Regions from separate parts of the Rattus norvegicus genome. Here region 1 is linked to region 2. A link is a contact called in public Hi-C data. All regions are on one chromosome and are shown on one strand. Each heading gives the region's core, a stretch centred on a gene start, on an enhancer-like site or on the middle of the called end of the contact. The rest is flanking DNA. Distances are from core to core; before and after follow the strand shown.

Region 1 (4,034 bases), core at 2-2,501, 110 kb before region 2:
GCTCCTTCTCCAGCACCATGTCTGCGGGCATACCACCATACTTCCTGCCATGATGACAATGGACTCAACCTCTGAACTGTAAGCCAGCCCCAATGAAATATTTTCCTTTATAAGAGTTGCCATGATTATGGTGTCCCTTTACAGCAACAGAAACCCTAATTAAGACAATTCTGAAATGTAATACTCATATATAATCTAATAAGGTTATCTTGCTGTAAAAACAAAAACAAAACCAACCAACTAACCAACCAAAACCAACAAAAAAACTGTTATTGTTCCAACAGGAAGCTAAAGGGAGTTGACAATCTGGAGTCTGCAGACTTAGGTCCTGAAGGCTACATTGTGTTAGGTAGACTAAAGCATCAGGTCATAGAAAGGTAGGGCTGCCAAAGTGAAGGTTGCACAAGGATGCTTGGAGAAATCAGGGGATGCTAGAACACTTTTTTTTTAAAATCAGAATTTACTAGGTACTGTTTTGATCTGACAGATTTTTGAGACCAACAGTGTCTCTTTTCTCATTGAGTTTAATAGCGGGTGCAGGAAGCAATCATAAACACACACATCACACTCACATGTATTTGTGGAGTGGAAACAAGCGTGCTATTTATAAAACCGAAGCAAAGCAGAGAACAGGGTTTGAGGGTGGCTGCTATTTGAGGAGACCCTAAAGAAGCCAAAAGCGCAAAGCACGCGTGGCCGTTCTTTTTCTAATTTTCGAAGCTGTAGAAAGCAAGGTGCGCCCCCGGAGCTCCGCCTCTCTCTCCGGATAGGCTGCAAGGTGCCATCTCCAGAGTTGCCCCGCCCACCAGCCCGCCCAGAGGTGGGGCTTCGAGCCCGCGCTCAGAGAGCGCCTAGCCGAAAGCGCGCGCACAGCCCTCCCGGCATGCTTCTCGTCCTCTCACACCGTGGCTCAGACCCGCGCCTGGCAATCTGGGAATTGTAGTTTGCGCCCTCCGCCCCGCTTCAGGGGTGGCGGTAAAAGCTGCTAGGTCGGGCTCCATTTCTAGCACATGACTAGCTGCTGTGGGGAGGCCCGGCGAAGGGGTGAGGGTAGGGTCAACGCGACAGCCGGCAGGCCAGCGCCCCGGCCTTCTCCGGCGCGCGCCTTTCCTCAGCGCCGCCCCCGCGCCGCGGCCACCTCGCGCTCCAAGCGTCACGGAGCGCGCGCTCCTCCCCCTCCGTCCCCTCCCGCTCGACTCGCCGCCGCCGCCGCCGCCGCCGCCGCAGGAGCAGCCGCCTCCGGAGCCGCGCGCAGCCATGGCCGAGAACCCCGGCTTGGAGAACCACCGCATTAAGAGCTTCAAGAACAAGGGCCGCGATGTGGAGGCGAGTGTGCTCCGCGGCTGGCTGGGTAGGGCGGGGAGGGGCGGGGGCCCGCGGCCGCTGGCTCTCGCCGGCTGGCGGTCAGTCGGAGTTGGCCGCCGCCTCGGGGCGCCGCGGCCCGGGCAGCAGCCGCCCTCTGAGCGGCTAGCGCGGCACCTGGGACCGCTGAGCGCTCGGCCCCGCTGCGCGGGCGCGGCCTGGCGTCGGAGGGGAAGGGATGTGGAGCCGAGGCGGGGTCCGCGGGCCGCGCGGGAGGACGGACCGGGATGCTGCCGCCCCGCGTGCCGACCGCACCGCCGGGGCCGGGCCGCCGCTCGTGTCCGCAGCCGGTGCAGCCTCCCGCGCTGCCGCACATGGAGCCTGGGTCCCCGCGCTTACCTTGTGCGAGCCGGGCCCAGGCGGGCGGTGGCAGCCCTCAGAGGGGGGTGGGGACCAGCCGGGTAACTGACTTGTTTGAGGGTGGTGGATGGGGGAGGGTAGGATGCGCCAAGACCATTTTCTTATATTCCAGTGCTGTCCTTTGGACCAGTCTTCCCGAGCTGTTGCAGCTCATACCCCTGTGACTGCTGGCATTTGGAGCGAGCTAAAGGTGGACAATAGTTTACCGTCTATTGTGTTGAAGCTTTGGGAAGGAGGTTGTGCAGACCTCTGATCTTGGGATTTTTTTTTTTTCTAAAGCACGTTTTGGAGTGGAAGTGTGAATAATAGGAAAATAATTTCTTTGACCTGTTTTGCAGAAATAAATTGGATACATAGATTCCTACGTCCTTGTGTATACCACATGCCACCAAGCTAGTAGATTTTCCAAGTGGTTGCAAAACTGTAAACATTCATTGTGGTCACTCAGTTTGCTGCTACTCAGCATGTTGCCATTGTCTCATTAAGGTGACATTAGCAGCTACTATTTGCAAACTCTGCTTATTGAGGTAGCGCTAGAGGTCTCTCTGCTCCTACTAAAACCAATGAAGTGTAATAGCACAAACTTCACTGGGACCCAACCTCTGGATTTGATGGGGGAAATAGTTTTGAGCCCATATCCTCTTCTCTATTCTAATAGTAGGTAATATGATTTGTATAGTCTAGTAGTCTTTGGTAAGAGGCTAGTTAGTAAATACAGGGTTTGGTTTGGTTGAGAAGCAGACGAACCTGGACCATTTTTCAGAGCTACAAAATTAATTATGAACTGGAAAGAACCTGGGGGAATATCTGTGGAATTCCCATTTGAGTGAGACTATAGGTTTTCTATCTCTGCCCTGATCACATTTAAGTTTCTTTATGAGAATTCCAAACAAAAGTGAAACCTAGCAAATGGAACATCCATCAGTCTGTTTTTTTGGTAAGAGTGTGTGTGTGTGTGTGTGTGTGTGTGTGTGTGTGTGTGTATGTATGTGTATGTGTATGTGTATGTGTATGTGGCGTGTGTGTGGTCTCTCTTGCTTTTCATTTGTTTTGTTTTTGAGACAAGGCTTTAACTACAGGGCAGGCTGGTTAAGCAGAGAGAATAATCCTGCCTCAGTCTCCCACGTGCTGGGATTACAGGTGTGGGCCACCACACTTTGTCCCACCAGTAATTGTTCTTGAGGTTGTCTCTTATTACTGTAAGCAAAACCTGAATAGTTTACGTGGATACTCTATTGCTTGTACATTCTTTCCTTTTCTGGATGTTGGTGTAAGTTTTTGTCATGATTCGTTTGAGTTCTGTGTCCTGTTTGTTAAATGATAACTAGTGAGGACTTCTGCATGTAATAGATCCACAGCAACTACTTGCTGCTTACTAGAAGGTGACAAGTGGCTTGTGGATACATGAAAAGGACAGTTGCCATTTTGTCGGGTTTTGTTTACAACATTTCATGTCCAAGCCTATGTCAGTATAACTAGGACATGAAATAGGCATTCAAATGGTAGTTCTTTGTGGCAGACACAAAGAACTATACATTGGTGTGCTATACCAAGAACATTTAATCCTCACCACTTAGAAGTGGTGCATTCCTTTACTAGAGAAGAAGAATTCTTTTTTTTTTTTTTTTTTTTTTTTTTGGTTCTTTTTTTCCGGAGCTGGGGACCGAACCGAGGGCCTTGCGCTTCCTAGGCAAGCGCTCTACCACTGAGCTAAATCCCCAACCCCAAGAAGAATTCTTCGATATAGAATTGCACGTTTCTGTAGCGTGCTGGTAACATCTGAGAGCATTCATTTGCTAAGTGACTATTGGGTGACTAGTGCAAACAAAGATGGCGTCCGAGTGATCTCTGACAGATAAATGGGAATGAGCTGATCCTGAAGAGTCAAAGAAAAGCTTGGTGCGCCCTCAGTAATCTCAGCACTTGTTGGGATAGCGGCAAGTTAGGAGTTCAAGGTCATCCTGAACCGGCGGGCACCCTACCTCAAAAAATAAGCAAATGAATGAAATGAAAAGGTGATAACTGGGGAAGGGGAAGGGCAGGGTCGAAGAAGGGGATAGGCTTTTGTGATTTGAAGATTACTAATTTCCGAAGTTCCTAGAACTGCAATGGGACTGCTTTGCTAAGGGGTTCTGGGGAGTGGGTGGATGCTAGAAATGTAGTGGAAGGGTAATCTAGGGTCTGGTCTAATTTAGGGTCTTTATTGTGGTTTTAAACAGAACTAAGAGGAGATGCCAGCCATATTAAATTTATTTTTCCCATTAAAAGCTGTGCTGCATTTGAGTCATACTATGAGTTAGCACTATAATTAA
Region 2 (3,864 bases), core at 367-2,866:
GGTCCCCAGCTCCAAAAAAAAAAAAAAAAAAAAAAAAAAAAAGAGAGAGAGAAAAGAGGAACGCGTTCCCATAGCAGAAGCTGGTTGGTTGTGGGGCAAGTGAACCATGCCACCAGACAGAAGAACTGGTAAGGTTGACTGAGCCCAAACCTGTGAAACTCAGAATTGAGAACAGGAGGTATGGGGCCAGCTCCCTAACTCTTACCTTCTTTGGAACACGGAACCCAGACCATGGCAATCGGTCACATAGCATAAAAACTTGAGCTTCTCCACACTAATGAGGTATCTAGATAGGCCCCGATGTTCAGCCAATGAGCTTCCGTTCCTGAGCATTCCTTCCGGCAAAACAGTTTGGACAAGCAAGGACCATCTCTTCATCAAGGGTCACCATGGGGGAGGCCTTTGGCATAAAGAGCTGCGCCGACATCTCCCAGAGAAGGCCTTCTTCTCTCTTCCGGCCCCTCCATACTCCGCACACACTCGGAACCGAACTTGGCTCAGCTTCCGTACACGGTTCTGCCTTCCCCCTTCCTGCTTGGCTCATGGACGTCCTGAAGGGAAGCACGGACCAGAGGCCCCCCATTCCAGACTCCCAGTGGTACAGCAGTGGCACCTCTGTGCACAGGAGACTGGAAACCACAGCAATCATCCCAGACTCTGCTATTCCCCACTCAGGAAAACATGGGCCCCTATTGCAGACTGTCTTGCCGCCCCTAAGTGGCATTCCAGCTACTCTAGGCATCCCGGCAGTGAGGCAAGACTCAGCCCAACAGTTGGTAGCAAGCATCCTTGACTCGTGAAGCCAGTTTCCTCGGATGTTTATGTGACTGGAGGAAGAAGACTGTTACTTGAAAGCATTTAGATGGCCTCTTTCCAACTCTGAAGGAGAGGCTCGGGTGCGGCCATTGTGCTGCAGTTAGATCCTGGTTCAATCCCCCCTCTCCCCGAAGTCTTACCCTGTCCACTTCTTGGAGTCTTTGTTTCTGTCACTTAAATAGCCCTGAGTATTGTCAATAGTAACTTTTGTACACACATCTTTCCAACTACACAAGAACTTTCCAAGGGCACACATGGAATTCTAGATTTGTGTTGCTTAAAGGGACTTTTAAAGTCCTGTTTACCCACAAGGTATCCAAGGGACACACGTGTTAGAGCATCAGTGAATTAAGTCAAAGTCCACATGAAAGCGTACCTCTGGAATTGATGGCGTGTGCCACCACAACCTGGTGTGGTAGCAGTTACTTGTAATAACATGGCTTTCTAGAAAACTCTCAGGGATTCCTGCATTTTCAAATACAATCAGCACTTGTCACCACAAATGTCTTGGTTGATGAATCCTTTTACTGAAAAGTCCATTAAAGATTTAATTTGCGTCTCATTTCTTGTCGGTGGTCCTGTGTTAAGAATGAATGAAAGTGAATTGACCTTTGACATTTCTTGCCTGCGTTTAGTTTAGAGGGGTGGGGGTGGGGGTGGGGGTGGGGGCGTTAATTAGAACTGAAAGCAGTTAGCAAATTTCCCCCAAGCCCACTGAGTGCCCAGGTCAAGCAAGAGCTGTCTCCATTAATTCTCTTCCTGTCCAGAAAAATCACACCACAGATACATGTGTTCCTTGTTAACAGCGACATCTGGTGGCTCCGGGTTAACAAGACAGGGCAGAGTGACTATGTATGGTTGTGCAGACCTGTCTAATACAGTGAAGCAGTTGCTTGCGACCTCATCCGCTGCCTTTCCCTGGAGCCTTCTTCCCAGATCACCCCACACCCACTTGGCACATTGGCTCCAGAGAGGTCAAGCTGGTCCTGCTGGCTCTGGACATTGCCCTTCTGTCTCTTAGCCTCCTGGACTGTAGGGAGAATGGCTGGTAGCAGCCTGGGTGGGGAAAAGTGACCGTAACCTCCTAGGTTTGTGCCTGGCACCACCTTGAACCAGGTCTGGCTGGGATCCTAGTGCTAGAAGGGCCCATGATTTACTGTCTCCCTGGGCAGCAGGTGGCCAGGGTATTTTTAGCATCTGGAGTTTCCAGGGCAAGGCTGGGGGAGGGTAGAACAGTGAGATCTGAGGACATTGGTTCTTTCAAGGTCTGATTTCAAAAACCTCCAGACAATAGGCCTTTCCCCGACACTCTTGGGTCTGGGTGTAGGGTGCCCATTGTAAAAGCCATGCACTCAGTGATTCACTTGCCTTTTCCATTTTTTAGGCAGTTTGTAAATGGAGGAGGGAAAGGGGTGGATTCGGGATGCCAAGTTGGCAGGCACCCAAGGAAGAAAGCCCAGTGCCAGTGCAGACCTGTCCCTCTTCACAGCACTTCTGTCGCTGTATTGTTCCGCCCTCATTAATCCCATGAACTCCAAGGATGATTATCTTTATTCTACCAAAGAACTTGGCAAGGAAAGCTAAGAGGCCTGCCTGCCTGGTGCTGTGGGCACGGGAGGGAGGATCCCCAGTTTCACTGCCACAGAGCTAGGGCCTAGCTGTGTGCTCTGCAGGACTGGATTGGAACAGCTCTGCCAAGAAGACCCTGTAAGAGGTCTGCTTCCCTTGTTCTTAGCCTCCTCCAGAATGGTTGGTACGGTGCTTAGCATGTCCTCCTGTGAGAATAAGCACACTAAAAACCCTCCCTGCACTGGCTGCCCTGCTTCAACTCACACACATAGTTACTTTCAGTCAGCCCACAGAACAGGCCCCGAGTGTACTCCATCACCATTGTCTTCAAGAGAAGGAGAAATCTCAGAGCAACCATAAAGGGGTGAGGGGTCAGTGGATATCTGTTCCAGGCGGGAGAGGACTAAGGGACAGTCCTAAATCCGAAGGAGAGGGTCCTTAGCCCTTGCCTGGCCCTGGGTGCCCTGCGTTCCCCCAGCTGGGTCCCCCAACACCACCTGAAGAACACCCACAAGCGATACCATTCATGGAAACAGTGGTAGGACCAAGAGGACCCCTCTCCCAGAGACTTTATGGTGCTGTGGCCCAGGGGAGTCACCATTATCACTTCAGGGGGCACCAAGAGGCAGAAGCTGGGCGCAGGCAGGCAGCTCTCATCCCTGATGTGGAGCCCTGGAGTACAGACAGACACCAGCAAGAATAAGGAACGTCTGGTATCCTCCCAGCCACACAAAGCTGGCTGCCCCCAACCCAGAGTCCAATACAGATGGGCCAGACATGTTTGTCAAGTTAAGAATTGAAACCCAAGACCCAGTGGTAATCGAGAGGGACTCCAGAAAGCCTTACCTCTATCCCTCCCTCCCTCCTAAGGAAGCTAAGATTGAGGACAAACGTCAGAGATGAGGATAAGGTTTTTATTGTGGGATACTCAGTAGGACAATGCATTTTAGTAACATGGAATGAAAGCGTGCTGGTTCCCAGGGATAGGACAGAAGTTGCTAGAACCATTGGTGGAAAGCCAGGACTCCAGGAAGGACCACATTAAAGAACAGAGAAAGTGAACAGGAGAATCCGAGGGTGGAGGCTAGAGAGATGCGCCGCCATTAGGAGCACATGCAGTTTCTGCTAAGCATGCTGCTTTTCTCTGTGTGCCGGAGAGCCACGCGCAGGCTCTCATGCTTTTGGGACAGGCACTCTACCCACTGAGTCGCCTTGCCAGCCTCCTTCATTAGCTTCTTTGAGGAGTCAGGCAACCGGGACTACCCCAGCTGGGTGGAGAAGTGTTAGTCGCAGGAAACCCCACCAGAGGCCCATAGAACTTGGAAACGGAAGGGAAAGTCCTGAAAAGAGGGAGTGGGAGACAGACAGTCACCACACACTTCACACAGTCTGTTTTACAGCTGTTCCCCCATCATGTCCAGACTGGTGAAGGGCTCTGTAACCTTGGATCCCACCTCCCTGCCGGATAGCTGCGGATTT

The links. Hi-C and Micro-C count contacts between places; a contact is called where the count stands out from the background.
Region 1: a contact with region 2 is called in a Hi-C map of liver, with 2.2 times the contacts expected there. The contact joins the promoter of Kpna3 here to the enhancer-like site in region 2. A contact is called at or near these places in 7 of 12 Hi-C or Micro-C datasets (the A7r5 cell line, the Rat2 cell line, hepatocytes and 3 more).

What each region holds. Positions count from the first base shown.
Region 1 is chr15:39,783,344-39,787,377 of GRCr8, reverse strand. Kpna3 (karyopherin subunit alpha 3) reads left to right here and starts at 1,251. Exons shown (of 17, transcript NM_001014792.1): 1 at 1,251-1,326. The coding sequence starts at 1,258. It overlaps LOC120097005 (a long non-coding RNA gene), which reads right to left and starts at 1,800. Exons shown (of 3, transcript XR_005494002.2): 1 at 1,702-1,800.
Region 2 is chr15:39,674,318-39,678,181 of GRCr8, reverse strand. No RefSeq gene overlaps it. Among named protein-coding and RNA genes, the nearest start is that of Arl11, 17 kb to the right of the region's middle. Within about 2 kb of position 1,616, at least 24 of the 93 cell types and tissues checked have an H3K27ac peak or open chromatin away from gene starts, as enhancers often do. A contact at or near this core is called in the A7r5 cell line, hepatocytes, kidney and 1 more, where this site is marked.